5 separate regions of the Mus musculus genome follow, and regions 2, 3, 4 and 5 are each linked to region 1. The links are chromatin contacts, called in public HiCAR-type, HiChIP or PLAC-seq and promoter capture Hi-C maps. All regions are on one chromosome and are shown on one strand. The core of a region is the stretch at or near the end of the contact, and the rest is flanking DNA. Distances in the headings are between cores, read along the strand shown. Region 1 holds the start of Arhgap21 (Rho GTPase activating protein 21). Region 2 holds the start of Skida1 (SKI/DACH domain containing 1). Region 3 holds the start of Mastl (microtubule associated serine/threonine kinase-like). Region 4 holds the start of Acbd5 (acyl-Coenzyme A binding domain containing 5). Region 5 holds the start of Abi1 (abl-interactor 1).

Region 1 (5,605 bases), core at 983-3,482:
TTCCCAGATCAGAGAGAAACCCACATCACAGCTAACCAAAGGCACTAATATCACCGCCCCCCTCCACTTGCCACCTGCCAGTTTGCAAATGTTTTCTGAAGCACAAAGAATCTAAGACTAGTCTTTATAAAGTCAAAACATATTAATTTAATACCAAATTCAATTAATCTTTAAATGAGCAAAGTACAGTCAATGTTGTTTTTTTCACTCCTAACTAGAAACAATAGCCATACAAGCAACGTGCCCAAATGAAAACATATTTCATAGCCTTTAAATACTGCCACTATCAATCAACCAGTAGGAAACTAGCTGTAAGTACACACCGCTTTCTAGTCAAGTACAAGATGAGTCTACGTTCTTGGTTTGAGAGCAACCCTTAAACAATAACAACATACACACATATATTATCAAATAAACGTTAGTTCTTGCAAATACAATGCAAGCAGCATGCTAATTAAAGTGTTCACAAGACAATGACAAATAAGGTTTTAGGACCACAGCATATATTATTATGTAACAGCAATACCCATTAAGCAATCACCAGGCTGTAGGTAGGTCTTCCAAAAGGCGTCATTATGGTTTACTGTGATCAGAGGATTGTGGTGTCAAGACTTAATCATGCTTTACCTGCAAGCAGGTGTTTACTGATATCAAAAAGTAGAAAACTAATTATTGCTGTAAACCTGAGGCTCTGTCCAATAAACTGTAGCAACACACAAAAAGCCCCCACCACACAAACTTTCTATCCCCAAGTGAAGTAAACTGTGAAGCAAATTTTCTGCACGTTTTCTTAGCCAAAATTTAACAAAATGTCCAAATCCACATGTTTAGCACTAGCCATGTTCCAAAGACCATGAAGAGAAAAATTTACAACAGAGGCAAAGAAATAGTGAGCTCAGGAGGGCGGGCTCACTGGAGATGTGGCTACTGCCATCACTGTCGTCTCAATAGAGAACAACAACGTTCAGCACCTTTAACAAGCAAATTACAGGAACTATATAAAACAAAGTAAATACGATAGAACCATAACATAAACTCCACGTACACCAGCTCAAAATCAAGGAATAAAGGAATAAAAGACACCAGAGCAAGTGATGCCAAAAGTGAACAGATTTTCTACAAATTCTGTTCGGGTGGCTCAAAAAAAAAAAAAAAAATTTTTTTTTTTTTACAAGCCCTAAGTAACTTCTCAGCCAGCCGTTCTCTGCACTTCAGTGAAAGGCACCTGCCACCCACAAGAGCCCACAGAACCGTGCAGCGGTATACGGGCCAACTGAGCTTAATAAAAGAACAGCAAAGCCAGAAGATTTCCAGGAGGTTGGAATTTCAACACCACAGGTGTTTTCCAAGACTGAGTCTAAACCGTCCATGGAAGCCTTCGATTCCCACCCAAAGCTGCTATAGGCACCACTAGGAACCAGGATCCCTTCCCATCTGAGTCGAAAACATTGGATTCCGGCCGCACCAAAGAGTACCACCTGCCCTCGCCACAGAGGATGTAACACACACAAGAGTTACATAAAGCCAGCCCCAAGCTGACCAGTGTCCAAAACACTGGAGGAAAAATGGATGCTGAATATTACTGGTCTCAGGCTTCTCGGGAAGACATGGAAGACTGCCCCCTGCTCAGAAGGGTAACCAGGATTCTGGCATGTAAGACAGACTTGCCCCTGCTAATTAATCGCTAAAGTCCCTAGAAACAGTCCTAGGCCAGGTTTCACCTCCCTCCAGGTCAACTGGGGCGCTGCCACCAAACAGCTGACCGACCGACTCAATGGCAGACGACCCCGTACTCTCAGCACGCTCACAGACATGAGCCACCGCCCAGCTAGCTGGCTTACCTCACAGGCAGAGGCCGCCCCACAGGCCTTGAGTTTGTCACCATCTTCCTCAGGCAGACCAGTCCAATGTGTGGCCATCATTTCATTTCAAATTGTAAAGGGACAAATCCTTTGGAGTCCACATTGGAGAAGTGCCACCACACACCAAACGGGAAGCAATTCCACAGCAGATTCTGAGGCGATGAAGGACTGGTCAAAAAAACGATTTGCAGGAAGCCCCTTCAAATACCTTCTTCAACAGACTTAGCCCTCTTCATTTCTCCAGTCTTAAAGTTCAAGGGCGACAGGTTTCCTTGGCAGGTAGGGTGGAAGCCAAGTGCAGAGAGAAGAGGTCCGCTTCCAGGCGGTGTTACTCGGAGGCCAGAGAAAAATCAGCTTTCGGAGAGCCTTCCTGGAACAGGGAGAAGTTAATGAAGGACATGAACTTTCCCCAGGCGCCGATCTTTAGCCTTGCCACAAGCCCGGACCAAGCTCCCCCTCTCCCACAATACGAAGAAGTAAAGTCTACTAAGGTGAATCCTCTCATGCAACAATTAAAAAAGAAGGAAAACGCCTGAAGGTCGGTTAGAGAAAGAGAACGAGACCTCAGAACTGCCCCGGTGGCTATGTCAAACACGCCTGGCTGCTATGAAGCCTTCGAGAAGGGGGGAGAAAAAATCCCGATTCAAGTGCTGCATTTCCTGGGCAACGCCGAGGCAGTGGGCTCATTCTGCAGCACCCGGACACCTACTCTTAAGCGAAGTTTTCTCCGCACCGGGTTAGACTCGCAGACGCCCTACAACTCCCCAACAAACAAACAAAAAGCCAGCTCGGACCAGGGCGGGCGTGGGCTCGGCGGCGTCTGTGGCGGCGGCCGCCCGGGCCGCGGGTGACTCCGGCCGGCCGTGGCAGCCTGCCCTGCGCCCCGGCCCGCGCCCCCAAGGAGACGGCTGTTTTCCTTGGCCCGCGGCGGGGATGGGTGGGGAGGCGTGCGGCCGCGGGTGGGACGCGGCGCCGCTCCCGCTCCCGCTCCGGATCCCTAGCATGCTTCGGAAGAGCCGCGGCCCCGGCAACTCTCAGCTCCCGGCTACGGCCCCCCACCCCCGAGCCCGGCTCGCCCTCCCCGCCGGCCACCTGAAGCAGAGGGGAAAGCGACGAGCAAACCACCCACCTACCACTATTTCCTCCGCCCCTTCCTGAGGCGGGTCGCCGGCGCGGGCTCCCGGGAAGCGCGGCCGGGGCGCGTGCGGGAAGCAAGGGCTCCGCTCGGCAGCTCGGCCCGCGGCGGGGCGCGCTAGGCCGCGGCTCGGTTAATATTCATGAGGCGCCGCCCCTCCTCCGCAGCCCGCCGGACCCCGGCGCCCGCCGCTCGCCTTTGTGCCCCGGCCTCCCTCGCTGCACACACGCGGGCGCGGCCTCCGCGGGCCCGCGCTTCAGCCCCAGGCGGTGAGAGGAGCGGCCACGCAACGGAGAACGCGGGTTAAGGGTCGGCTCCCAGGCAGCGCCGCGACCTGCCCCGGCCAGCCTCGGGCTCTGGGCGCCGCGGGAGGGCGTGGGGCGGGGCGGCGGCCGCCGCACTCAAGCCTGGCCGGGCCGGCCGGGGCCCCACGCTCCCGCGCCCGCGATCGCCGAGCGCGAGACTGGCCGGGCCGGCGGGCGCGCGAGCTGCTTCCCGGGGGCGGACTGCTCGCGCCTTCCTTCTGGATCCACCTCCTTCTACCCCACCTCCTTCCCCTCCCCTCCCGGGGGACGCTCCGGGGCGAGGAGTTTTCGGTCTGCAGTCACCCGGCCCCGGGAGCCAAGCTAGAGGAGGAAGACGGGCCGGGACAGGGGTGGTGCTCGCCAGGCCCCCTACAACCTGGGCACCCGCTAGCTCTTTCGTCCCCGCACCCCGACGCTGGGCACACAACTCCGGCTGCTTCCCGAGCGCCGCTCCGGGAGCGAGCACATCCCTGCAGCTGTCTGCCGGACAGGTCTTGGGGGACGGCGGCCCCTTTTTTGCAGCGGGTGGGGCGAGAAGCTACGGGATGTGGAGCTTCCAGATAAGGGAGTGTCCCTGCCCGCCGCACTGCAAGGTAGCTTCCTGCGGTAAGCAGGGACTGGGTGGTGGCGGTTACGAGTCATTCAGAATTTTTTTCTTGTTTTTTTTTTTTTAAAACCTGCAGGGCGGCTGAGCGATTAGGCGCGGCTAGCGGAACCGAGCGGCGGTGGCTGGGCTTTCCCCACGCTCCCGTCACTAGTTAAGCCGCCAGCCCCGTGGCAGCCGCTCCACAGCCCACTCCCGGGCCTGGGCTCTGACCCGAACGGCTGGCTCCGCCCTGTTGCACCTCATAACATCTCCCGCTGCAAACCGTCCAATCCGGTGACGCTACGACAGTATGCGACCCAATCAAGGGCTACCGCTCAAGCCTTCTACCCCGCCCCTCAGCCTCCCCTTCCCACTCCATCTCGGGAGGTGGCTCACCAGCTCTGATCCCTAGAGGAGCCTCTAGCTCTGGGGATAGTGCTTGGCACCTCTTCACCACCCCACCCCTGTCCTCTCCCCGTCTTATGCACACCCCCCCTCCAGGTCTCTGCCCTGCTGATGCTGTTGAGGGTCCTTTCGATCCTCATTGACAGCTTTTGTGTCTGCCACCATCCTGAGAGAACAGAACAAAAACCAAGATGCTGTGGAACGTGTTACCTTTTTCATCTTTGCTACAATTGCCTTCTAAAGACTCCTCCTCCTTTCCACACCCATCGCCTAGGGTCCTGTTTCTTGTGGAGGTTTTTGAAAGAGCACTCAGGAGCTGATAAAGAAGAAACTGAACCTCACTTTATTGTTCCTTACAGTGAAAGAGGGCAGACAGAATTTACAACCAAATCCAGGCAGAATTTACCACCAGAACCTGACATTTAGAGGAGAGAAATTAACTAGATCTTTTTTTTTTTTTTTTTTTTTTTTTTTGCAGTAGCCATGAAATATGTAAGGTGTGACTGCCCCTAACCAAATTAACCAATAGCCAGGGTGATAAATAATAAATAAATGAAAACAGAGCCTACTACTGTATATTTGTGATTTACTGAGTAGCAGCATGCAGGTCGATGGCAGATCTAGGTATACCCTGCCGTTGGGTAAAGCAGCAAAAACTGAATAGAAATATAACATTCAAACAGTTTATCCCTGGTGGGCTTAGGGAAAAGTTCACATCCACCACTGACAGATGCAAATGTGTGTGCATGGCATAACTGAGTGCCTAACAGCTGAGCATATCTACAAGGTTTTGATCTTACAAATGTTGGTTTGGGGAGAAGGTTTCCTTTTGGTACTGGAGAAGAAAAAGTTGCCAGTAAAAGGAAATAAAAGTCATTATGGAATTATGGGTAAGTAACAAAATCTACAGATGCAACATTTCAGTCAAAGGAAGTACCATGTGAGAACCAAGATTCTATCTAGGGCCTGGAGAGATGATATGTGGCTCAGCAGTTGAAACAGTTCCTGGGATGCACACCAGCCAGCTCACAAACACCTGTAACTAAAGTTCCAGGAATACCCAACACCTCTGGTTTCTGAGGGTACTTGTATTCACTGCACATAAGCACACACACACACTTAAAGTCTTTTTAAAAATACTACCATCTATCTTCCTCATTTTCCATGTAATGGGGCAAATGTTTACTTGTTTGTAAGTACTAGAGCTGATCAGGACCAATGGCAGCCAGCATCTCTTTAGCTCCGTCTCCTGGTGGGTACTACTCAGAGTTTTATGTACATCTTAATGAGATTGTATTGTGGAGGCAGGAGT
Region 2 (5,605 bases), core at 1,767-4,266, 2.9 Mb before region 1:
AAAAAAACAACCCGCAATGGGAAAAAAAAGTAATCCGATTTTTGTCTTCAAAATGCGATAAACCAGGACTCCAAAAGGGGTGTAACACCATTAATGGACTTGGTACAAGCCATCCTGTGCAGTTTACAACAAAAGGAAGGTAATATGGTTCGAGAAAATATCTTCCAAAACATTTTTTTATGAATTAAATTTCCTGAATTTGTGACTAGGTGGAAGAGGTATTGCAGAACCGCCCAGCTGCCATTTCCATATAGGATGGGCCTTGTGAGGAGGTTGGGAATCCTTAGTGGTGTTTAAGGAATACGCTGGCCACAAATCCCCATCCTTCCCAATAATGAGTGAAGGTGGACAAGGAAAATTTGCCATGAAATTAAATGGCCTTTTCACTGCTGATGCTACATTGCTGGCTACCTTTTTGCGTCTGTTTAAAACTGTAAAGTCATCCAGTGTTCCTTCATGTGTCTCAGTTTTACCTGTAGGACGAGGGCTTCTAGCTGATTTCAAATTTGGTTTGACTGGAGGTGTCTGAAGGACTGGTCGTTTGCCCAGTACTAGTGTCCGGTAATTTTTTCTCACCCTGGCACCAAATTTATATTCCCCATCCTCAGGTTTTGGAGATCCTAAAGTGCATGAGAGGCCCTGACTCTGAGCCAGTGGATTTAAGGAAGGCGTTTCTTTCTCAGGGCATGCAAAACCTTCCTTGGCTGTGGGTACCAAGGCGTCCTCCTCCTTCTTCTCAGTCATATTGTAAAACTCACCCTCGGCATCATTGCACTCCCACTTTAGCTTATTTGTAATAAGCTCAGGTTCATATTCTTCATTAGCACTACTGTCTTCTACTTTGATTTTAATATTGTGCAGAAATGGCAATGTCTTGTCACCTGTACCAGTGCAGAGACTCTCAGCTTTAGTTGCTGCTGCTGCTGCTGCTGCTGCTGTTGCTGTATCCACTCTGGGATCACTTTGAAGAGAGGGTAAATCCGTAGCAAATTCAGGACAATGAGGGATTTTGGAATCTTTTCCTGAATTTGCTGTTGTTCCACACGAATCATTATTTAAGAACCTAGCAGCTATTGTGCTGTTTTCTGCACAGTGTGTAGTAGGAGTTGCTTGTAGGCATTTCCTAGCCTCTCGGAGTATTCTTTGTTGTGGAAATACATTGTTTGTCTTTGGGCTAGGTGAAGAGGCCCCCTCTGCATGGCAGTTAATTGTCAGGTCAGTTCTCTTTACAGTACTGGATATTTCAGAGTGTGGGAATGTAATCTCAGATACCCTATCGTTTCTTATCTCTGGGAAACAACTCCCCAAGCTGGCCGGGCAGTACACCGGAGTCCCTTTGGGAGCCCAGCTCTGCAGACTCCACTCCTCTGGTGACTCGGCTTTGACACTACTCTTGAGGTCGGGAAGTCGGCCGGCATCCTCGAAAGCAGCGGGTTTGGTTGCAGCGGCGGCGGAGGCCAGATGGTACAAGAAGTTGGCCTGCGCCTGCACGCTGGGAGGCTTGCAGAAGCTGGTGCGCCTGAAACGGATGCTCTGCACTGACACTTGGCTGGACCCGGAGCTGGAGTCTGACTCGGTGGAAGAATCCTCCTCCTCCGAGCTGATTTCACTGGAATCCGAGGCCCCGCTGCCCCCCTCTTCCTCCTCCTCCTCTTCCTCCTCCTCCTCTCCTTCCTCCTCCTCTTCCTCTGAGGACACCGAGTTGCTGGAGCTGGACAAACTGGAGCCAAAATCCGAGTCATTGGCTGCATGGTCGGAGTAGGAGCTGGACTCGGAGTCGCTGCTACAACTCTCGGGAAAGCTTCCTAGATGGGGTTGCGGCCGGTGGTGATGAGAGGGGTGGTGACTCGGCGTTGGCTGCTGGGCTCGGTGGTGATGGTGATGATGATGGTGGTGATGGTGATGGTGGTGGTGGGGAGGCGGGCAGAAGCTGTTGACCAGATGAAACCTCTCCAAGCAAGTGGCCCCGGCCGCCGCCGCCGCAGCAGCAGCCGCCGCTGCTGCCGCCGCCGCCGCCTTGGCTTTGTAGGATCTGGGCAGCAGCAGCAGGCGCCGGGCTCCGGCGTGAGGCGGGAGCAGGCAGTTCTTGGCGCCCCCGCGCTTGCGCTTGCAGCGGTAAGTCAGGCTCACTGGGCCTCCCGCGCCGGTCGCCGCCTTGGGCTGAGGCCCGGCAGTCTGGTAGTAGGCGGCGGCGGCGGCGGCAGCAGCAGCGGCGGCGGCGGCGGCGGCGGCTGCAGCCGGGTGCTTGCTGCACAGCAGGCTCCGAAAATAAGCGGGGTCCGAGTGGAAGGCGACGTAGTTTCCCTGGAGCTGGGCAGTTTCATAGTTTAAAGAGGATTTGCAAGGCGAGCGAACGATCTCCGGGTAGTGGGAGCCCGGGTATTTGCTAAAAATCTGAGGTAGATGGGCGGCGGGGCGCGCGGCGGCGGCGCCCGGACGCTGGGACTGCGCGCTGATTGGCAGGGGCCGCGCGGCTCCGCTCAGGCCCCGCCAAAGTTGGTGCTTGTCCTTCCAAAAAGCCGGGCGGGGGCTGGCGGCGGCGGCGCGCTCTGGCGGCGGCGCCTTTGTGGCCAGGGCCCGACCGACTCTCCTTCGCTTGGTCTTGAGCACACGCTCGGTTTTGCAGGATGTGTAGAGCGCTTCTACGTCTTCCCGGGAGATGAGCGTGCATTTGGCCGCGTGGAAGGCGATACTGTTGATTGCTTTGAGTTTCCGCAACTCCTCCAGATCGCAGTGGTGCTTTTTCACTTTCAGATGATCCATGCGCTTGTGCACGGTCGTCCTCGGGATGTTTTTCAGCAGATCTGTGAAGACTTGGGAGAGAGCAAACATTTGCTTCCCTTTAATGATGAGGTAGCCGAGCCTCACGCCATCCACCTCTTCGAAACCTGACTTCAGGTCTCCCATCTCGGGCACTAAATGATCCCCACCATTTGCAGTAAATATATACGTGACGCATACATACACATGTATGTATGTTAATCCTCCGCCAGATGCTGCGTGTGTCTCAAGGCATCCTGCTAATAAAATAACAAAGACTGTTATTCCCGGCGAAGGGAGTGCCAAACTCTAGGCGAATTACTGGGGGGTTGGGGGGGGGGAAGAAAAACCCCAAGAAATTACACTGACTTGATTCTCGCTTTTTTTTTTTTTTTTTTTTTTTTTGGTTTTCGTTTTTTTAAAAAAGAGGGAAAAGACCATCCGGTTTCAGCTCTGCCAGTGTGTTGGTCTGAGTCCTCGATGCGGATCAGTACCTGGGCCCCGCTACTCCTTCCTTCTCCATTGGAGCACTATGATAATGGAATGTGAAGGGAGAAAGAGAAAAGAAATGCAGCTGCTATTCCCGCCGCTGCTTTAGCTACAAATAAAATGACAGAGTGAAGTGAGCTCGTCCGGAGACACCTTCATCAATTAATTCCCCTAAAGCCAACGCTGATTGGACACTCCTGACAGGTGATGCAATAAAAATTGATATTCCACCCCTTCCCCCCAAAATCTCCTACTAATTAGCATACCCTTATACTGCCACCTCCCCTCCCAAAGTAAATAATACAGCCGGTATATAAATCTTTCCATTAAACTATCGGAGCTCAGAAACAGCCTGACTCACAGACTTCATCAGAAGCAGTGTATGTACGAGAGAGAGAGAGAGAGAGAGAGAGAGAGAGAGAGAGAGAGAGAGAGAGAGAGAGAGAGAGAACCGTATATTCCCCTTTAAAGAAATACTGCCTATTTTTGCTTTATTTGCATTTTACCGATACAGCTATTATCGTTTCAAAGGAAAGCATTTAAAAAACATTATCAAGCTCAAATAGATATACCCCACCCTTCTTTTCTTTGGAAAATGAAGCTTAAGGGAAAACGTGCAGAATAGCCTGGTATTTCCCTTCTGGGAGTGGAGGAGACTGGCTGGGAGCTCTAAAGTTAAACCCTGAGGTGACCCAGCCCAGTACAGACTTACGTTGGCAATTTCTCTCGAGTCCCCCCACCCCCCATGCCTTTTACAACCAGAAACAAAGTTATTTGACCAAGAAAGCAGTTCGAGGCTCCACCTCAGGAACATGTAACAATTCAATTGGATTTCGCTTCTTTGCTGAGGAGTGGGGCAGGGGGAAGGTAGTTTCTCGTCAGGCCCATAACAAAGCACAGATAAGCCAGAGATGAGTACACTTTTCACCATTAACTAGCCTGGAGTAGAGGTGAGGTCATTCTAGAGTGCCCAGCACCGGCCTGAGCTGGAAGCTTGTCCACAGGTCCGAATTCCAGGGAGCAGATACTTCCTTCTGCAGCAAAGGGAAGGAAAGGGACGGCTCCCCAAGGTGATCCCAGAAGTTTTACATAAAAACAATGAAAAGAAAGTGCTGCTCTATGGCGCAGCGGACCATTTCAGTGGTTGGTGATGGTTTGACTGGAGGGTTAGAGGACTCTTCCACGGCTCCCATGTTTCCCCTGTGAAAGCCAGACATTTGTCTTAAGAAAAATCACTTTGGATGAAGATCAGTCTGCTTTAACCTCTTCTTAGTCACTAGCATGGTTTGCTGTCGTTTTCAAGGATATCCAAAATATTGCCAAGTGAGAGGAAGGGTCTTTCCACTTGCATTTGTAGGATCTCAGATGGGTGGTTGGCTGCTTTGCAAAATTCAGCAAAATCTTCTGCATTTGTAACTCCAGCATAAATGCAGCCCAGGCACCTACATGTTTCCTCCTTCTCCCAAAATAGACACATCTGTGAGGTTAAAGAGTGAACGGATATTTCTGAACCTGTAAGAAAAAAAAAGCACAATAATTTCTTTCTTCATATTCAAAAGTTCCAGTTTCCCCTGCTGTGATCTGGCCAGCAGGAGCAGGTATGACTAAAAAAAAGAAAAGGAAAAGAAAAAAAGAAAAAAAGTCTTAAGAAAAACAAACAAATAAACAAACAGAAATCAGACATACAAAAAGGTAGTTAGCTTGACAAGATGAAGTCTCTCGGCCATGGCTCCCCACCCCCACCCTCATCTTCCTTGTAATTTTCCCAGGAATTTTGAAGAGATTGGGAATTTTAAGAAGTACATCCGGAAATTAAGGAAGTCTATTTAAGAGGGTCTGTAACTCAGGAGGTTGGGATTTGAAAAGTCAGCCCTGGACTACTGTAGCTCTCAGCACAGATGTAATCGCCGCTCTTCAACTTAATCAATGTGTGTACAAACCGCGATGTCTAGTTCTTGCCTTTGAAATCTAAGGCTAGCATTTCCATCCAAGAAATCAGAGCTACAGTAAATTACATTTTTGTCCCTTGAATGAGGGAAGGACCATTGAATGGATCTCGTGATATTTCAGGCTTTAAACGTAACCGAGAGGCAGCAATGAACAATGCCTCGTCACAGCTAATACCATCCACCGACTTGGCTTTCTTTGCATCTGGTTCTACCACACTGAGTTTTTCTCTTTCACTTTCACAGGAGGCCAAATGCACAAGCTTTAAGCAGAAATCTAAGTTTCCAGGCAAAGCAAATGCTGGTGTTTGTTGTTTTAAAGTCGAATGGCCAGAGCCTTTCTATTGCCAACAACAGTGTTTTAAAATTCCTCCTGATGGACTTATATAGTGCCAGCCCTCTCCATCCCA
Region 3 (5,605 bases), core at 1,794-4,293, 2.2 Mb after region 1:
GGGTATAAAGGGATGGGGAGAGGAATATGGGATTGGCATGCATGATGAGAAACTCATAAAGAACAATAAAAAATACTGGAATGTTTATTACTACCATAAGAAAAAGGCACTCATTAAAGTATTTAATAAAATGATAAATACATGACACATTTTAGCTTTACCTCCTTTCCTTATGAAAACCAAGGGAAAGACTAGGGATGTAGATCAGCGGTAGACCACTAACCTAACAGCGGTAAAGCCCCAGGTCTCTCTCTCCCAGCAATGAAGAGAGATTAACAAATCAAGCCAACAACATGATTCTACCTATCATCTCACTGGCAGAAGCTCTATGAAGCTTATGAGGTGGTACCATGCCAAGGTACCCAAAATATTTTCAGGAGAGATTAACTGGTGTTTTCGTATCAATAATTAATGACTGCTTGAGGTGTTAAGAGAAGGAAAAGCAAATATCTCAGCAACATACAAAGTAACAATTTCAGTGAGTTGAGTTTGGAAAATCAGAGAAGGTTTCCCGGGAATTAAGTAAACCTCAAAACAAAACAATGGCTGAAAAGCCTAGAAAGGTAGAACAAAAGCAGTTAAGAAGGAAGCAGGATAAACTTAAGTCCTGAGGTGTGGAAATAAGTCATGGCTTTGAGGGACCAGTTAGTTGCCTGGATGTTGCTTTAATATAGGTTAGGTGGAAGATAAAGTAGAGATCAAGGGCCAAAAATTGGGAATCTGACTGAATTTTTAAGGACCCTGGATTTTGGCCTGCAAACTGCAACCTAAAGAATGGATTAAAGTAAAGTTAATGATTCTAGTTAGGAAACTACTCCAACCAACTAAGTACAGAAATTCAAGCCGATGAGCCTCAAACCACCAGGCAAATGAAAAAGGAGGAGGAGGAGGAGGAGGAAGAGGAAGGAGAGGAAGAGGAAGAGAAGAAGAAGAAGACATCAAAGACCATACATTGTATGATTCCATTTATGTGAACTATCCAGAAAAGGCAATCTTGCAGAGATAGAAGGTGAGTTGGTACATAGGGCTTGTTGGTACATGCCTGTAGTCGCTTCACTTAGGGGATGGAGCCATACGTATCAGTAATTTAAGGCTTGTCATGCTCAGTTCCATCATATGTCTGAGGCTATTTGGGACTGTCAAAGAGAGACAGAAAACAGAGAGAAGAGGGATAGTAGTTACCTGCTGACATATTAAGGGAAGAGGTACTGTGAATAGGCAAAAAGGTAATTTTTTGGGCTATGGAACTATTCCTTAAAACTGTTTTTTTTTTTTAAAAAATTCATTTATTTATTATATGTAAGTACACTGTAGCTGTCTTCAGACACTCCAGAAGAGGGCATCAGATTTCGTTTAGGCTGGTTGTGAGCCACCATGTGGTTGCTGGGATTTGAACTCAGGACCTTTGGAAGAGCAGTCGGCGCTCTTAACCACTGAGCCATCTCACCAGCCCCTAAAACTGGTTTTCAATACTATTTAATTTACAAAAGTCATCACTGAACAAGTAAGTGGGGAGAAATCCACTTGTGAATGAAAAAAGCAAAACAAAACAAAAACAAAACATTTTTTTCCAGAGGGACAACAGGAACAAAGGGTATGTGGTGTATTGATGAAATATATAAGGGCAACTCAAGTTTCTAGCCTGAAGGGTAGAGGTGACATTGGTACTATTAAAGGGAAAGAAGCAAAGGAAGAGGTCATTTAGGTAGTCAGGTGAAGGGGCTGCTTATCTTAACTGTGTGCTAGTCTCCAAGCACTGGGTACCAGGAATCTGAGCCAGCCAGTAGCCTCCTTTGTCATGTTTACAATGTAATGTTCTCATTACAAAGTAGTAATGAGAAGCTAGGGTGGACAGAACAATTTTAAGTGAACACTGACTGTTTTTACGATCACATATAGATAAGAAACGCTTGATTTAGGACACATTTCTTTCTACTTGCTCTATAATAAATGAACTTACAGCTTACGTATCACGATGGAAATCTTGAGAAGCAAAAATTTTGGTTTTGCATCACTTGCTCCTGCTTATCAAAGAGCTGGAATTAAAGCATCATCGGAAAGTGACCATTACAAACGTAATCAAAGTACCGAAGTTAATCCAGGTGAAGCTCAAGTTAGTAAAAAAGCAAAACAAACTCACAATCCCGGTGATACTTTAAATAAATAATACTACAATTAAAAACTTTCACAATATAAATTGTGTCACAGAAAATTCGAATATAATGCAGCTTCCTTTTGGTAAGAGTGAGATTTGAACTGTCTACAAACCAATCTTGTTTGTGATAGCAAGATTTCGGCTATTATGTATGTCAAACAAGGAAAACATAACCAACAAGTACTTAAGGCCGTTTTGATTTGAAACATGACTCAGGAGTCATGGGTGTGGCTTCAAGCCTCTGCCTTCAGTCGCAGTTTTCTCATTTGTTAACAATGGCCAGGGCACAGTTGGGTAAGTTTTGCTATTTTCACTGGGTTAATGATTCTCAGTATACAGAGAAGGGCAGGGCAAGGGAAAGGACAGACACCTGCTCACTGCAGTCTGCCTAAACGCCCACAGTCAACAAGCAGGACTGTGCAGGCTTCTGTAAGCCGGGCATTCCAGGCTAGTGGTACAGCAGCTCCAGAGTTTGTTCAACAACTCAAAAGGGAGGTCCGCGAGGGAGGACCATTTAAGACCTTCTCGCTTCTGACTGCCTACCTTCACTGCGTACAACTTGCCGCCTTTCTGTCCCAGGTACACTTTCCCGAATGCACCACGGCTAATGGGCTTCACTATGGTGAACTCCTCAATGGAGGGTGGTCTTGGTACCGGGATCCTACTCACGCACTCCTCTATCGCCGCACCTCCTTCATTCTCCTCACTTGCCGAGGCGGACTCCATTGCTGCACAGCTCGCCCTGCAGCAGCAACTCCCGCCAGCTAGATTCAAAAGGTTTCGCCTACGCCGGACGCCTCCCGTGACGTCACCGCGCGTCTGCGCTCTGCCGGCTCCCTGTAAGCAGGCATCGACGGGTGGGGGCCGGCGGCACTGCTGGGCGCAGTCTGCGGAGCGCTAGGCGGAGCCGGCGGCGCTGCCGGAAGGGGCGCTGGGCGGGGCTCAGCCGCGGATACACGGGCTGTTTTTGTGACGAGGCAGTGCATTCTGGCCAATGAGCAAGGGACTAAGACTTTATGTAGTCTGGTGGGGTCCTTCCGAGTCTCAGTCAAGATCTGCAGTTCTCCCTCCCTCCGCATGAGCTAGAAGCCAGGCCGACTGTTAAGTAAAGCAATGGCTAGGGATGATGTGTGGAAGCTAGCGAAGCCACAGAATGTGGAGAGCCTGGGTGAGCGTTAAGTGCGTTTGACCGCGTACTGAATTCAGAAACAGAGTAGGAGCGACTAGAAGAACATCCAATTTATTGTGGAGGTGGTGATAGGAACCTCGAAAAACCACCCCAAAGTGACAGAGTCCCCGGAAGAGGCGGAGCGCTGACGGGCGGGGGCGGGGTGAACGCGGAGGCTTGCTCCGGAAGCACTGTACCTATGGTCTTCCGGGGCAGATGTCGTCGTAGCAGCTGTCGGGAGGGGAAGCCATTTTTTCGTTTCTGGGAGGAGTAAGGGAGAAACTGGGAGAAAAGCAAAGAGAAATAAAGAGAAAATAAAAGGGCTCAGCCCCTTTCCTCGGAGCTGAAGCTAAGAAGCAGTTTCGGCTGGCCGGTAAGATCTCGAGGGCCCGGAGATGTTCTCCCTGTCGAGCACTGTGCAGCCTCAGGTGAGCCCAGCATTCAGGCGTTTTCCTGCGTCCCTTTTGCGACTTTTCCCCGGATGCTGTAGTAGAATCGGTGTTTCTGAAGCAAAATTAGTGAGGGAAGCGACGAACCCTGTTTGAGTCGCAGGCTGAAAAGGAGATCAGGGGACAGTGCTGAGACTATGACCTGACACTAACCGTGGTGAACATCACATAGCGTATCCACTGGCTTGCACAGAATTTCTGTTGACAATTCAGGGACTGTTTAGGGTTGGACAGTCTGAGATGGGGATTTGTGAAATCTGCGAGAAAGGTAAAGAAGACAGTGTTCTTTCCATCCATCTATTTCTGATTACCCTTTTTTCCTTTCAAGCCGAATTTAGTTCAAACATACTCTAATAATTCGAATAGCATCACAATTTCTTTCTTTCTGGGTAGAATTAACTTGTGCACATTTTTGAATCATTAGATTCTTGCAATTAAATTTTAAACATTTTTTAAAAAATCAGGACCCAAATTATGTTAATTTTTCCTTGTTTCATTAAAATTTGTTTTCTTTTTGGGGGGGAAGGTGTTAACAATGTTTAATTAATTAATTAATTATATTTTATTTTTTGAGGCGAGGTTTCATTGTCTATCTTTGCTGTCCTAGTCCTTATTATGTCCAGGCTGGCCTCCTAAGTGTTGGGATCATGGCTCCCACCACCATCACACCAGATGCACCATCAACTTGTCTTGAGGATTATTCCTTGGGAGGCAGGCAGAGAATCTAGAGATGTTACATAGTGAGACTTGTCTCAAAAGACTGCCCCCCCAAATGTTCGTTACATCTTACTACCTGCCTCTTTTTGTGTTCCTATGGAATTGGTAGACTAATGGAGAAAGGAATTGCTTAGCTGCTACTTAGGCAGCAAGCGAACCAAGCAAATGTAGATTTCTCCTAGTCACTGGAAATAAAGATGAACAATAAACGGATATTTCGCCGGGCGTGGTGGCGCACGCCTTTAATTCCAGCACTTGGGAGGCAGAGGCAGGCGGATCTCTGAGTTCAAGGCCAGCTTGGTCTACAAAGTAAGTTCCAGGACAGTCAGGGCTACACAGAGAAACCCTGTCTCGAAAAACCATAAGTAAATAAATAAATAAATAAACGGGAATTTCAGGCAGACAGAAAAATATAAATATAAAATCCTGTGAGGAACAAAAGTCAGGCCCATGTGGCAAGAACAGAGTGGCTAAAGGGAGGTTGGAGAGAAGCCTTGAGGCAGTTACAGAGTTCGATTCATTTGATTTCTGTGACCAGGTTGTCATTTGGAGGCTTGCTCTGGCTTCTTGTGTGGAGAATATGAAAGGGCAAAAGTGTAAGTGTTGTAGATTTAAGGATGCTGTTGCTCTGACACAGGAAAGGCATTCAGTAATTATGGAAAAGAAATTGCTTTGTCTAGTGTGGCACCTCTAATTCCAGACTTGGTGAGAGGGTCAAGAGGATTAGGATTTGGCAGCCAACCTGTCTCACAAAAATTAAAGTAGAGAAGAAAAGAAGTAATAGAATTTCACTCAGTGTAAGTGGGAGAGATGGTGGAAAGTGATATTTCTGTGTTGGTCAGCTTGATACAAGAAAATGCTGTTTTTTTAGGATGACAGTGTCTGGAGAAGTTTTAGTAATTAAAGATGTCTGATAGAGACTGTTGAATATAATATTAATTTATATGAAGAAAGCATGGTGAATAGTATACCATCATGAGGTAGACAGCATAACATGGTAGAAGAGCAAAAGAACAAGGGGGAAACCCACTCTGGTGGCGTAAAGACTGGATTTCCATGGCTTATATACTTGCTTATTGTGGGTTTTGTACAACCCCATGTAGCACAGAGCAGTTT
Region 4 (5,605 bases), core at 1,191-3,690, 2.1 Mb after region 1:
GTACTGGGGCATATAAAGTTTGCGTGTCCAATGGGCCTCTCTTTCCAGTGATGGCCGACTAGGTCATCTTTTGATACATATGCAGCTAGAGTCAAGAGCTCCGGGGTACTGGTTAGTTCATAATGTTGTAAAACAAGATATTTAAATATTTTAATAATTGTTTTTTAATGAGTATTAGTGTTTTGGGTACATGTTTTGGGTATATCTATGCCTGGTACCTAAGGAAGCAGGAAGAGGGTGTCAGAGCCCATGAAACTACAGTTACAGACATTGTGAGCCACCATGTGGGTGCTGGGAATTGAACCTGGGTCTTCTGGAAGAGTGGTCAGTGCTCTTAACCAGAGCTATCTATCTCCTTGAATTTTTTCTTTGAAATAAAAACATCACATTTTCCTTCCAGTTTTTGAAACATACCACACATGATTATCTAGTCATTCCACTATATCACATCAGAGCTTCTACTCTTATCCATTTATAACTTATTCCCATGAGTTAAATTCCCACAATTTTCTTCTACTTCCTGCTCCACATCTTGGTAACTATCCTACGTGCAACTTCTCTCAAGTAATAGGCAGCTGTGTTAGTTTGAGTTATTATTGCAGTGATGAAACACCATAACTCGGGATGCAGAAGCAGGTGTATTTCTGAGTTCGAGGCCAGCCTGGTCTACAGAGTGAGTTCCAGGACAGCCAGGGCTATACAGAGAAACCCTGTCTTGAAAACAACAACAACAAATTATAATAAATAAATTCAGTGCAATCACTGGCAAAATATGCTGTCATTAGTCTGTCATTAGTAACTAATGATCTACAGAACCAGTAGGGTAGCTCATTACATAAGTCTAATGAGCAGTTGTCGAAATCAAGTATTAAAAATAAACACCCAACACTTTTTCAGAATATATATACCTGAGTATACTAGGAGTGACTGAGAAGCACCCAAGTTCAAGAAAAGAGTAGGTGAGGCAAAGATAAACACACAAAGCGTTCTCATGTTGAGAAGGTTAGAAAACTTGTGTTTCCCTTTTACATGATTAGGACAAGTCACATATTCATAGCAGGTTTTATGATTTGACTGACACTCGCTTGCTAAATCATTAAATTTTAGGACCTTGGGCAAGTCAACTATCATTTCCTCATCTATCAACACCTTACAGTGCTTTTGAAACAGATCATACGTTTGCCAAACATCACACATATGAAGGCGGTGAAGTACTAGGGAGCGGTTCTCTAGTGAAGCCTGCGTTCCTCCAGTGCCTTTGGTCTTTTTGATTAAACGATCAGTGAGTCCGGAACTGTTTCTGGGGTACTTTTGAATACAGGCCGCATGAGCCCTGAAAGAACTCTTCAGACGACACTGTTCTCAATACCCAGATAAACAAGCTATGTCAGAGGATTCCTTTCTGCTCGAAGCTTAAGAAGTACTTCGGAGACGCCCCAAACGCAATCCGGAAGAAAGGAACTTCCGCCACACACAGGAAGGGTGGGCTACAAGGAAAAACCGAACCGGAACCGGAGGGGGACTACGCCAGCCTACAGAGGAAGGTGTCCGGAAGCGCCGGGGGACTACAGTTCCCATAAGCCCGCGGGGGCAAGGTGCGGGGCAGGCGTCGAGACAAAACGGACAGGCCTTGCCAGTCATTTGGCTATATCAAGGTAAATGCCGACATCGCGGCTCCAAGGGAAGAGTGACTTATAGTTCGCAACTAGATTTTTACGAGTAATCTTCCCAACCCATCCTAAACCGACAAAACTGACGTTCCCAGCGGGGCGTCCTTGAGATTTCCAGGCCACGGCACTCTACGCCTGCGGGGAGCTTCCTAAGTGCCTACAACGCGGGCATTACGTTGTTCACCGACCATCTCCATCCCTAGCCTCCGGCGGAGCTGGACGTGGCTGTGCCTGTCTCCTGGGCCTGGAGAGTGGGTAGTGGAGGTGTTGCGCAGCAGGCCGCCACCGCTCACCTTTGCTCTCTCCGCGGCCACCCTTGGGGCCAGACGGTGAAAGCTGTCCCAGACTTGGGGGCCAGGGCTAAGCCCTTCCATCCTTGCCCTTAATCCTCCCTTTCTCCCCTTTAGCGTGTTGTATATCCACAGAAGAGGTCAAGTGCCTTCTCCTAGGTCACAGAGAGTAAATGTCAAAAGAAGTTTTGAAGCCACTTTTATGATTCACTCCCTTCTCCGGTTTAACCCCGAGGCTAGGCATTGAGGACCACCGACTCTTGTGTTTTTCTTTTCTTTAAACACTAGCGGTATCCAGGGGCCACCTTTAGGACCTGGCATAGAATCCTAGCGCGTCACCAGGCTTGCTGTCCTCAGCCCGAACATAAACAAGCACCGGGTTCTCCACAGACCAACCCCAGCCGGAGCGCCTTGCAGCCTCTTTTCCCCTCCTCTGAGAACGCGCAGCCCGTGCACGTCACCGCGGCGGAGCGGGTGGGTGGGGTTTGCTGCACGGCGGCCGCGGCGGCGGAGGCTAGTGGGTCCTCCGGTGACTCTGGGGCGGGGCTGTGGGGCGGCTGCCCACCGACGGCAGAACTTCTCAGGAATGGGGGGTGTGATTGGTTGGCCGGCATCTTCCGGGTGGGAGAAAGGGTCCGCTATCACGGGCGGCTCAACCTCCAAGGCCTGCTGCTAGAGATGCTCTTCCTCGCGGTGAGTTGTTTGGCTGTTTTTGTTGGCTGGGATGTACTCTTAGACACGCCCCACGAAGGAGGAAGGAACCGGGCCACCTGAGTTGATGTGGCCTTGATTGGGCAGGCAAAGGGGAATTGACCAGCTATGCTCCTGTCATTAATCCGCTGCTGCGCTCGGTGTTCAGTTTCATGCAGGCTCTTGGGGAAGCTGGTGCTGCTGCTGCTGTGTGATTACCGCGGACAGACCTTGGGACCGAGGCCGGCGCTGGCAGCTGGAGATGGCGGACACACCGTCAGTGTATGAAACCAGATTTGAGGCGGCCGTGAAGGTGATCCAGAGTTTGCCGAAAAATGGTATGTGCAGTGGGCTCTAGGTAAAAGACCTTTTCCAGCTGCTTCTAGTCTACCTTATTTAGCGCCCCCTCTCGCTCTGTCATTAAAAGAAATGTAATTGAAAGAAATGTAATTGAAAGAATGGTATTGAATGCTAATTAATTACCGCTGATTTTTGAGGCCAAAGGCGACGTATTATCTAGGTTTTAAGTAGTTTATATTCTTGAGAACAAGTCTTATCACTTAATGACTGTGGATTTGGGAAAGTTAAAAAACAAAAACAAAAACTGGGGAGGGATGTCTGGTGCTACCTAACTCAAAAGTGTAATCCGAACCTTCAGAAACTTTGATATGAAGCGGAAAGGAAAGGACAACTATATTCTCGTGTAAAATGATTATTTTGACTATGATGTGTCAGGTACGGTTTTCTTTGTGTGTATCCTGGCAACAGCTTGTAAAACTTTTTATAATTTTGTCTGACCAGTGTTAAGGATTTTTTTTTCCATCACTAAATTTTTTTTTCAGTGTTCTAAATAGAGAAGCTTGGGAAGAGAGACTTTTACTTTGAAATTTTATATCCATTTGCATTGTGATTTACTTTTCATAATAAATTAGATTAAAATTATCTTAAGCATTTTTATTGTGTGTGCTAGATTTGTAGGCCAAGTCAAACATAACATTACTATATTTGTATAGTATTTAATGTCTTCCCACTTTTCTTTTCTTTTTCTTTTTTTTTTTTTTTTTTTTTTTTCGAGACAGGGTTTCTCCGTGTAGCCCTGGCTGTCCTGGAACTCACTTTGTAGACCAGGCTGGTCTCGAACTCAGAAATCCGCCTGCCTCTGCCTCCCAAGTGCTGGGATTAAAGGCGTGTGCCACCATTGCCCAGCTATCTTCCCACTTTTCATGTATCATCATTTGGCTAAAAAATTAGTAGTAAGCATAGTTCATTCCAGTAAGAAATTTTCCGGAGGCATAGTTTTGGAAGCTTGTAGGGCATGTGTTGGCATGTACAAAGCCCTTATTTAGTTCCTGCACACCTTCAGAATCAGTGGCACAGGCTGCTTTGCGATGCCAGCTTTCTTGGAGGATCAGGAGGGCTGGAGCTTTGATTTGGCAGTGGATCACTTGCTTACTGTGTAGAAGCTCTAGGCTCCATGGTGTTGTCTATGTTTCACTTTGTATTGGAGGAGAACACAGTGAAGACTAAAGGGTAAGTCCAAATAAGCTGAAGGAAGGAAGGAGTAATAAGACCAGTGTGGTGATGGATGCCTTTAATCTCAGGACTCCAGAGGCAAAGGCAGTTGGATCTTACGAGTTCAAGGCCAGTCTGATCTGGATAATGAGAACCTGTCTCAAAAAACAAAAAAGAAAATAGCATAAGAACTCAATTAGACATTTACTAAAAAAATTGTTTTAAATTTTATTTACATTGGTGTTCTGCCCCCAAGTATGTCTGTGTGAGAATGTCCGATCCCCTGGAACTGGAGTTACAGTTATGATCATGAACTGTTATGTGGGCGCTGAGATTTGAACGCAGGTCCTTTGGAAGAGTGGCTAGTGCTCTTAACACTTGAGCCACCTCTCCAGCTCCAGATATGGAGATTTTTTAAATGTTCCACTAGGAGTATTTATAGGAAGGTATGATTTCAGAATTTCATGTAAGTAGTGTGTTCACTTCTCTAAGCCCTGCATTTGATATATCTTTGAAAATTGATGTTAGACCCAATCTTTCTATTCTTACTACTTCATTATTTTATATTCTATGTATTAAGAAATCTATATATAATGGAATGCAGGCTACCCAGTTTGGGTTACAAAGCAAGATCCAAGGTGTTTTGTTTTGTTTTTTGTTTTTGTTTTGTTTTTTTTTGTATTGAGAAATTAAGATAAACTTGTTAAATGGACCTTGCAACAGATGTGGTGTGCTGTGTCTCAGTGATAGAGGTTGCCAGGGACCTTGAGTTTAATATTCAAAGAAAAAAGGGTGGGGGCAGGCCTGGCTGGATGACAGAGTAGGCATTTAGCAGGCATGAAGCTATCAATAATAGAGACAACCCCCCTCCCTGTGGAAAAAGACAAAAAGGCACGTGTGCTAGTCAGCACTTAATGCACTGTCCCTAAAGCTAACTGATATATCTGAACAACATCTGCTACAATGATGCTAAATATCTTTGTAGTTTTTTTTTTTGTATTTTGTTTTTTAGACAAAAACTTGCTGTGTACCTCAAGCTGGCCTCAAATTTGGGAGATTTTCTTGTTCCTGCTTCTGAGTCCTAGGATTTTGGATGTGCTCTACCATGCATGGCTTGTAATACTTTATTTAGTGACTTGTTCACTTGTATTTCTTTACTTATTGGCAGTATTTGGGATTGAACCTTGGCCTTTCAACATCCGAAGCAAGTGCTCTGCCTTTATGCTGTCTTTCCAGAGTTATTTTAAATTATTTGGTTGGCTTTGAATTATTTTGCAATGAGATCTTGAAGCTGTTGTTATTTTTTGCCTAACTTTTATTTATAGTTTACAGTAATGAGGGTGAGGGAGGTGCTTCCTTGGTTAAGAGTGCTGCTGCTTTTTAGAAGACCCAAGTTTATTTCCCAGTGCCCATCCCACCTATAACTTCAGCTCTGGGGAGTGC
Region 5 (5,605 bases), core at 1,231-3,730, 2.1 Mb after region 1:
TGTTTGTGGATGTGTCCATGCACTCCTGAGTGCAGGACCCCATACATCCAGAATAGGGTGTTAGATCCCCTGAAGCTGGAGTTAGAGGTAGTTGTAACCTGCCTCATACAAGTGCTGGGAACCAAAGATGCAACAAACCCAAGGTTTTTCATACTAAAATAAATAAAAGATGTACATTTTTTAGTATCTATAAAATACAAGATCACCTTTCTATTTCCACACTATATCCACATTTCTGTATGATTTTGAAATAGGTTTAAACTCACTCATCGTACCTATGTGTATGCATGTGTGTATGTGTGTATGTGTACTGAATGTGTGTTTGGTGCCCACAGGTGTCAGAAGAGGACACGGACCCCCTAGGATAAGGATGGCTGTGAACCACTATGAGGGCGCTGGGAACTGAACCCGAGTCCTCTGCAAAAGCACCAACTGCTCTTAACAGTGGTTAAGGCAGCCCTTCTGCTGCTTAAAATGTGTTTTTAAACAGCCATATAGTTTTCAAAACCAAGTTATACAGAAGACACAGGAAGCATTCAACAAGTTTATGAGTAGATTACCAAAGTCAAAGGCTGGAAACGAGAGTAGGAAGACAAACTCCTTGGAGTACCACTCCAGATAGAATGTTACTAATATGGAAAATGACAAATACTCAGACAAGTCTCAAGACAGCATCTCCTTCTGAAAACAAAATCTACAGGAATCTGCTAGAACAGAAATTAGCCGCTCTTGAAAATGATAATCACATGAAAGGCACTTTAAGAAATACTGCAGGTCCAAAGTACAATATTCCTTATTTTTCAAAGACTGTTCTGGTTTTGCCTTATCAACAAGAAATGAATTTCTATTCTCATTATCTGATACAAAGAATTCCACTACTGTATTTGCTTCTAGTGAAAACTGTTAATTTTTACTCAACCATAGGGACAAGTCAAACTACTACATACAATTCACTTACAATCGCTGATAAACACAAGCAAGCATGGCATAGTAAAAGTGCCAAGAATTTCCTGATAAATTAAGGAGCAATTCTATGTTATGACTTAAAGACTACATAATGTTTGCTAATCTACTTTATTCATATTCTTCTATGTATTAACTCAGTATAGAAAGAAATCTCAGAACATAAGCAACCACGATAACACTACTGCGTTCAAGGCCAACAGTCCAAGAACATTTAGAGGAAGAAAAGTATTTAACAGATTTCCCACTGAATTTCCCTATGAATCATTCGTGCTTTATAATAACGAGTATACATTATGCTAAAGCGGAAGTAAATATGAGGAGGTGGAAGAGGAAAAGCCCAACTTGAAAATCGCCAAGCACGCATTTTTCCTTCAATTAAAAGAATTTTAATATGGATTTTATCACACCCTCAGCAGTCACTCTCCGCACTCGATTAGGAGGTCTGTACAAATGTGACTCGTGACAATTTTTTTAAATAAATAAAAGGCACACCCTCTAGGATGAACTGACATAATCACCCTCACCCCACCCTCCAACGACACACACACACCCCACTTTTCCTTCCCTGCCCATTCCTCTCGCAGCTGTCCCAGTCCTAGGCTCATCACACCGGACATGGGGGCGACAGCGAAGTCTGAGCTCCAAGGAGACCAAGGGAGGCTGCGGGATTTCCAGGGGGACCTCAGCCAGGACCGACCCCAGCCAGGGAAGGCTGTGGGGGGTCTTAGGAACCAACCGCAGCCAAAAGAGGCAAAGCTGAATACAGCCCGACTAAGAAGAGCGGCCTGCAGTGAGCGGAGACCGGGAAGGAAAGACTGCCGGGAGCACGTCCCGGCCTGGGAAGGCTGCAGGAAACAGATCCCTGGCGGGGAAAGCGGCGGGGTTTAGGCGCAGACCTCAGCCAGGGCAGGTGGTGGGGAGCACAGCTGGGCCGGGCAGACGGCGAGAAGCAGAGCTCGGCCGGGGTAGGCTTTAGGGAGCAACGCCCGGGCAGGCTGTGGGGAGCACAGGCGGCCCCGGGCAGGCTGCGGGGAGCGGCATCGGGTCAGCGGCGCCCGCGGCGGCCCTGCTCCTCACCCATTTTCTCAAGGCGGCCACTTCCTGTATCGCCGCGGCGGCCGCCGCTCGGGCTGGGGCGGAGGGTGGCGGAGTAGGGCAGTCCCCACGGCGCCCAGCCTGCCTGTCGTCCCAGCCGCCCCCGCCGGCCGCTCAAGCTCCTCACCTGTATATAGTTGTTTTCACAGTAGTCCGCCACCCGGGTCAGGTTCTGGTAACTCTCTATCAGCGCCCTCTTGCCAGACGGGATCTCCTCCTCTAGTAACATCTGCAGCTCTGCCATTTTCCACCCCTCCGCATCGCTTCCTCTCGCATTAAAGAGACAGAGGAAGCTGAGTCCGCCGGGGACCCGAGCTCCGCACAGACCAGACGCCAACCACCCACCCTCCCTCCGCCGGGTATTGTGGGACTGCACCTCCTCCTCTTCCTCCTTACTCTCCCCGCCTCCTCCCCCCCACCCCCTCCACCCAGGACGCACAGCCGCCACAGGCTCACTTTCTCGCGAGAATCATTTCCCCCATGACAACGGGAGTCCCCCACCCATCCACTATAGCAATGCTTTCTGGGAATTGTAGTTTCTTCCTGGCTAGGCCGCGCATGCGTCTAAGGAACTTCCAAAAACTAGGAAGACTTTAAAAAAACCAATACAGTTTTAAATCTTGAGAGTCTTCTTAAGGCCCCAGAAGATGGCGCCACAAGTTGATCTAGACAACGAAATTTTTCCTATGAGAACATTGAAAATTGGCAGAACTTACTTAGGAAAGTCAGTAAGTCAAAGGCATCCAATCAGATAACGATTAAAAATAGAAATCTGAATCCTGACTTCCTCAATTTTGTAAGAGAGACTTTGCCTTCTTAACTTATGCCCCAATTCATTTAAAACCCTGAAAACTATCAATTCTCAGATGTACATCATGCAGTAGTGCTTGATATTGCAGAAACAAATGAAGCAAGGATAATTTGTACCCTAAAGAATTGAAAGAGGGAGCTGGCGAGATGGCTCAGTGGTTAAGAGCAGTGACTGCTCTTCCAAAGGTCCCGAGTTCAAATCCCAGCAACCACATGGTGGCTCACAACCATCCGTAACGAAATCTGATGCCACTCTTCTGGAGTGTCTGAGGACAGCTACAGTGTACTTACATATAATAAATAAATAAATCTTTAAAAAAAAAAAAAAGAATTGAAAGAAAGCCGGATGGTGGTGGCACACGCCTTTAATCCCAGCATTTGGGAGGCAGAGACAGGGGGATTTCTGAGTTCGAGGCCAGCCTGGTCTACAAAGTGAGTACCAGGACAGCCAGGGCTACACAGAGAAACCCTGTCTTGAAAAACCAGGAGGAGGAGGAGGAGGAGGAGGAGGAGGAGAAACTACAGAAGAAGAGGAAAAAATAAGAAAGAAGGAGGAGGAGGAGGAGGAGTTTTTGTCTTGCATTGTACAAAATTGTTTTGTTCTTATTTCTTATCACTTGCTCTGCAAATGTCTCAAAGGGTCTTTGACAGTATTTCAAGCTGTCATATCACCAGAACTATTAAATTATTTTGAAATAATAGGCTATGAAAAGAGTTGCCTAAATTTAAATATTATTTACAGACCTATATTTCCAGTCCTCTCTGGGACTCACTGAGAATCACAATTTTTGAAGTAACAACAGTACTCAGCAAACTTTTGGAAATTGTTGTTGAAAACAATGACAATAAATATTGACAAAGACATGGGGAATGGCAAATCTTAGACACTGGTACCAGAAATGTAAATTAGTTCAGCCACAATGGAAACCAGGGTGGAAGTTCCTCAAAAAGCTAAAAATAGAGCTAACTAACATATGATTCAGCCCCACCACTTCCTGGTATATGCCCAAAGGACTGTATGTTTACATACCACAGAGATACATGCACATCTGTGTTTATTGCTGTTCTCAACAGCCAAGATCTGGGCCCTCCACAGGTGTTCATCGAGAAGGACTGCATTCGTTACTTTTCTTTGTTTCCTTTTGTTCCTCCCAAATATTAAAACGTTACACGTGTGAGAGTATGTCTGTTTGTGGGTGTGTGCACATGAGTGTAGGTGCCTGCTGAGACTAAACACAGTACATGTCCCTAGAACTAGAGTTATAGGCACTTGTGAGGTACCCAACATGAGGACTCAGAGCTGTTCTCCAGTCCTCTGCAAAAGTAATACATGCACTTAAGCACTGAGCCATCTCTCCTGTCCCCCTTCATTTATTTATATATTATAATTTTAATTAAGATATAACTATATATAATATATAATTTTAAATTATAATAAAATCATAGCATCCCTGCTTTTCTTCCTCCAACTCTCCCTATGTAGCCCCCCATTTTCTCTTTCTCAAAATCATGACCTCTATTTCTTAAATTAGTATGTGTATGTATATGTGTATGTGTATAGCTTCCAAAACATGTAAACCTACCTGCTCAGTCTCTATAATCCATATGTATGTACATTATGTCAAGGCTGACCTTGACATTGGATATCCAGTTCGGGTGCTCTTCCTTGGGAATGACTATTTCTCTTGCTAGCTTCCGATAGCTCTTTGTCAAGGGTTGAGGGTGGATGAGATTTCCTCTTCCTGTTAATAATATCTGTTCCTGTTCTAATTCAGGTCTTGTTTAGATAGCCATGTTGATGAAACTTAGTGGGTGAGGCTTTGTTGTCATTTCTTTTTTTTTTTTAAATATTCTTTTCATTACGTATTTTCCTCAATTACATTTCCAATGCTATCCCAAAAGTCCCCCATACCCTCCCCCCACTCCCCTACCCACCCATTCCCACTTTTTGGCCCTGGCGTTCCCCTGTACTGGGGCATATAAAGTTTGCGTGTCCAATGGGCCTCTCTTTCCAGTGATGGCCGACTAGGCCATCTTTTGATACATATGCAGCTAGAGTCGAGAGCTCCGGGGTACTGGTTAGTTCATAATGTTGTTGCACCTACAGGGTTGCAGATCTCTCTAGCTCCTCCATTGGGGGCCCTGTGATCCATCCAATAGTTGACTGTGAGCATCCACTTATGTGTTTGCTAGGCCCCGGCCTAGTCTCACAAGAGACAGCTATATTAGGGTCCTTTCAGCAAACGCTTGCTAGTGTATGCAATGGTGTCATCGTTTGGAGGCTAATTATGGGATGGATCACTGGATATGGCAGTCTCTAGATGGTCCATCCTTTTGTCTCAGCTCCAAACTTTGTCTCTGTAACTCCTTCCATGGGTGATTGTTTCCAATTCTAAGAAGGGGCAAAGTGTCCACACTTTGGTTGTCATTTCTAGGAGGTGAAATCTCACAGCTAGCTTCGGGTTCCTCTGGCTCTTACAATCTGCCTCTTCTAAAGTGATCTCTCCAGCCAGGGGTGGTGGCGCATGCTTTTAATCCCAGCACTCGGGAGGCAGAGGCAGACAGATTTCTGAGTTCTAGGCCAGCCTGGTCTACACAGAGAAACCCTGTCTCGAAAACAGGGTTATATCAGTTCTGGTTTTCTGTAATGGTCTTCGTATGAGGCAAGGAGAAATTTCCTGCTTGAAGAGTGAGAACTACATTTACCTACAGGCATAGGAAACATATTTAGAGT

The links. HiCAR-type assays count read pairs that join an accessible place to other places. HiChIP or PLAC-seq counts read pairs in DNA pulled down with a chosen protein or histone mark. Capture Hi-C pulls out chosen DNA fragments and counts their contacts.
Region 2: a contact with region 1 is called in an H3K27ac HiChIP or PLAC-seq map of embryonic stem cells, with 7 times the contacts expected there. The contact joins the promoter of Skida1 here to the promoter of Arhgap21 in region 1. A contact is called at or near these places in 1 of 39 promoter capture datasets (erythroid cells), 1 of 484 Hi-C or Micro-C datasets (cerebellum), 4 of 115 datasets of contacts at active chromatin or transcription factors (astrocytes, embryonic forebrain, embryonic hindbrain and 1 more) and 1 of 9 other capture datasets (adipose tissue).
Region 3: a contact with region 1 is called in a promoter capture Hi-C map of liver, with 2.5 times the contacts expected there. The contact joins the promoter of Mastl here to the promoter of Arhgap21 in region 1. A contact is called at or near these places in 2 of 39 promoter capture datasets (embryonic stem cells and erythroid cells), 1 of 115 datasets of contacts at active chromatin or transcription factors (astrocytes) and 2 of 9 other capture datasets (adipose tissue and liver).
Region 4: a contact with region 1 is called in a HiCAR-type map of astrocytes, with 9 times the contacts expected there. The contact joins the promoter of Acbd5 here to the promoter of Arhgap21 in region 1. A contact is called at or near these places in 2 of 115 datasets of contacts at active chromatin or transcription factors (astrocytes and pro-B cells).
Region 5: a contact with region 1 is called in an H3K4me3 HiChIP or PLAC-seq map of embryonic stem cells, with 6 read pairs. The contact joins the promoter of Abi1 here to the promoter of Arhgap21 in region 1. A contact is called at or near these places in 2 of 39 promoter capture datasets (embryonic stem cells and hippocampal neurons), 4 of 115 datasets of contacts at active chromatin or transcription factors (acute myeloid leukemia, embryonic stem cells, pro-B cells and 1 more) and 1 of 9 other capture datasets (liver).

What each region holds. Positions count from the first base shown.
Region 1 is chr2:20,965,489-20,971,093 of GRCm38.p6, forward strand. It overlaps Arhgap21 (Rho GTPase activating protein 21), which reads right to left and starts at 2,233. Exons shown (of 24, transcript NM_001081364.3): 1 at 1,842-2,233. The coding sequence starts at 1,922. Gm13375 (predicted gene 13375) reads left to right here and starts at 3,386. Exons shown (of 2, transcript NR_033225.1): 1 at 3,386-3,895; 2 at 3,986-4,860.
Region 2 is chr2:18,045,433-18,051,037 of GRCm38.p6, forward strand. Skida1 (SKI/DACH domain containing 1) reads right to left here and starts at 3,017. Exons shown (of 1, transcript NM_028317.3): 1 at 1-3,017. The coding sequence starts at 2,907. The coding sequence ends at 178.
Region 3 is chr2:23,152,981-23,158,585 of GRCm38.p6, forward strand. It overlaps Mastl (microtubule associated serine/threonine kinase-like), which reads right to left and starts at 3,044. Exons shown (of 12, transcript NM_025979.4): 1 at 2,699-3,044. The coding sequence starts at 2,881. It overlaps Yme1l1 (YME1-like 1 (S. cerevisiae)), which reads left to right and starts at 3,525. Exons shown (of 19, transcript NM_013771.5): 1 at 3,525-3,751. The coding sequence starts at 3,719.
Region 4 is chr2:23,066,632-23,072,236 of GRCm38.p6, forward strand. It overlaps Acbd5 (acyl-Coenzyme A binding domain containing 5), which reads left to right and starts at 2,441. Exons shown (of 14, transcript NM_001355637.1): 1 at 2,441-2,653; 2 at 2,820-2,988. The coding sequence starts at 2,639.
Region 5 is chr2:23,037,761-23,043,365 of GRCm38.p6, forward strand. It overlaps Abi1 (abl-interactor 1), which reads right to left and starts at 2,481. Exons shown (of 11, transcript NM_001077190.3): 1 at 2,189-2,481. The coding sequence starts at 2,305.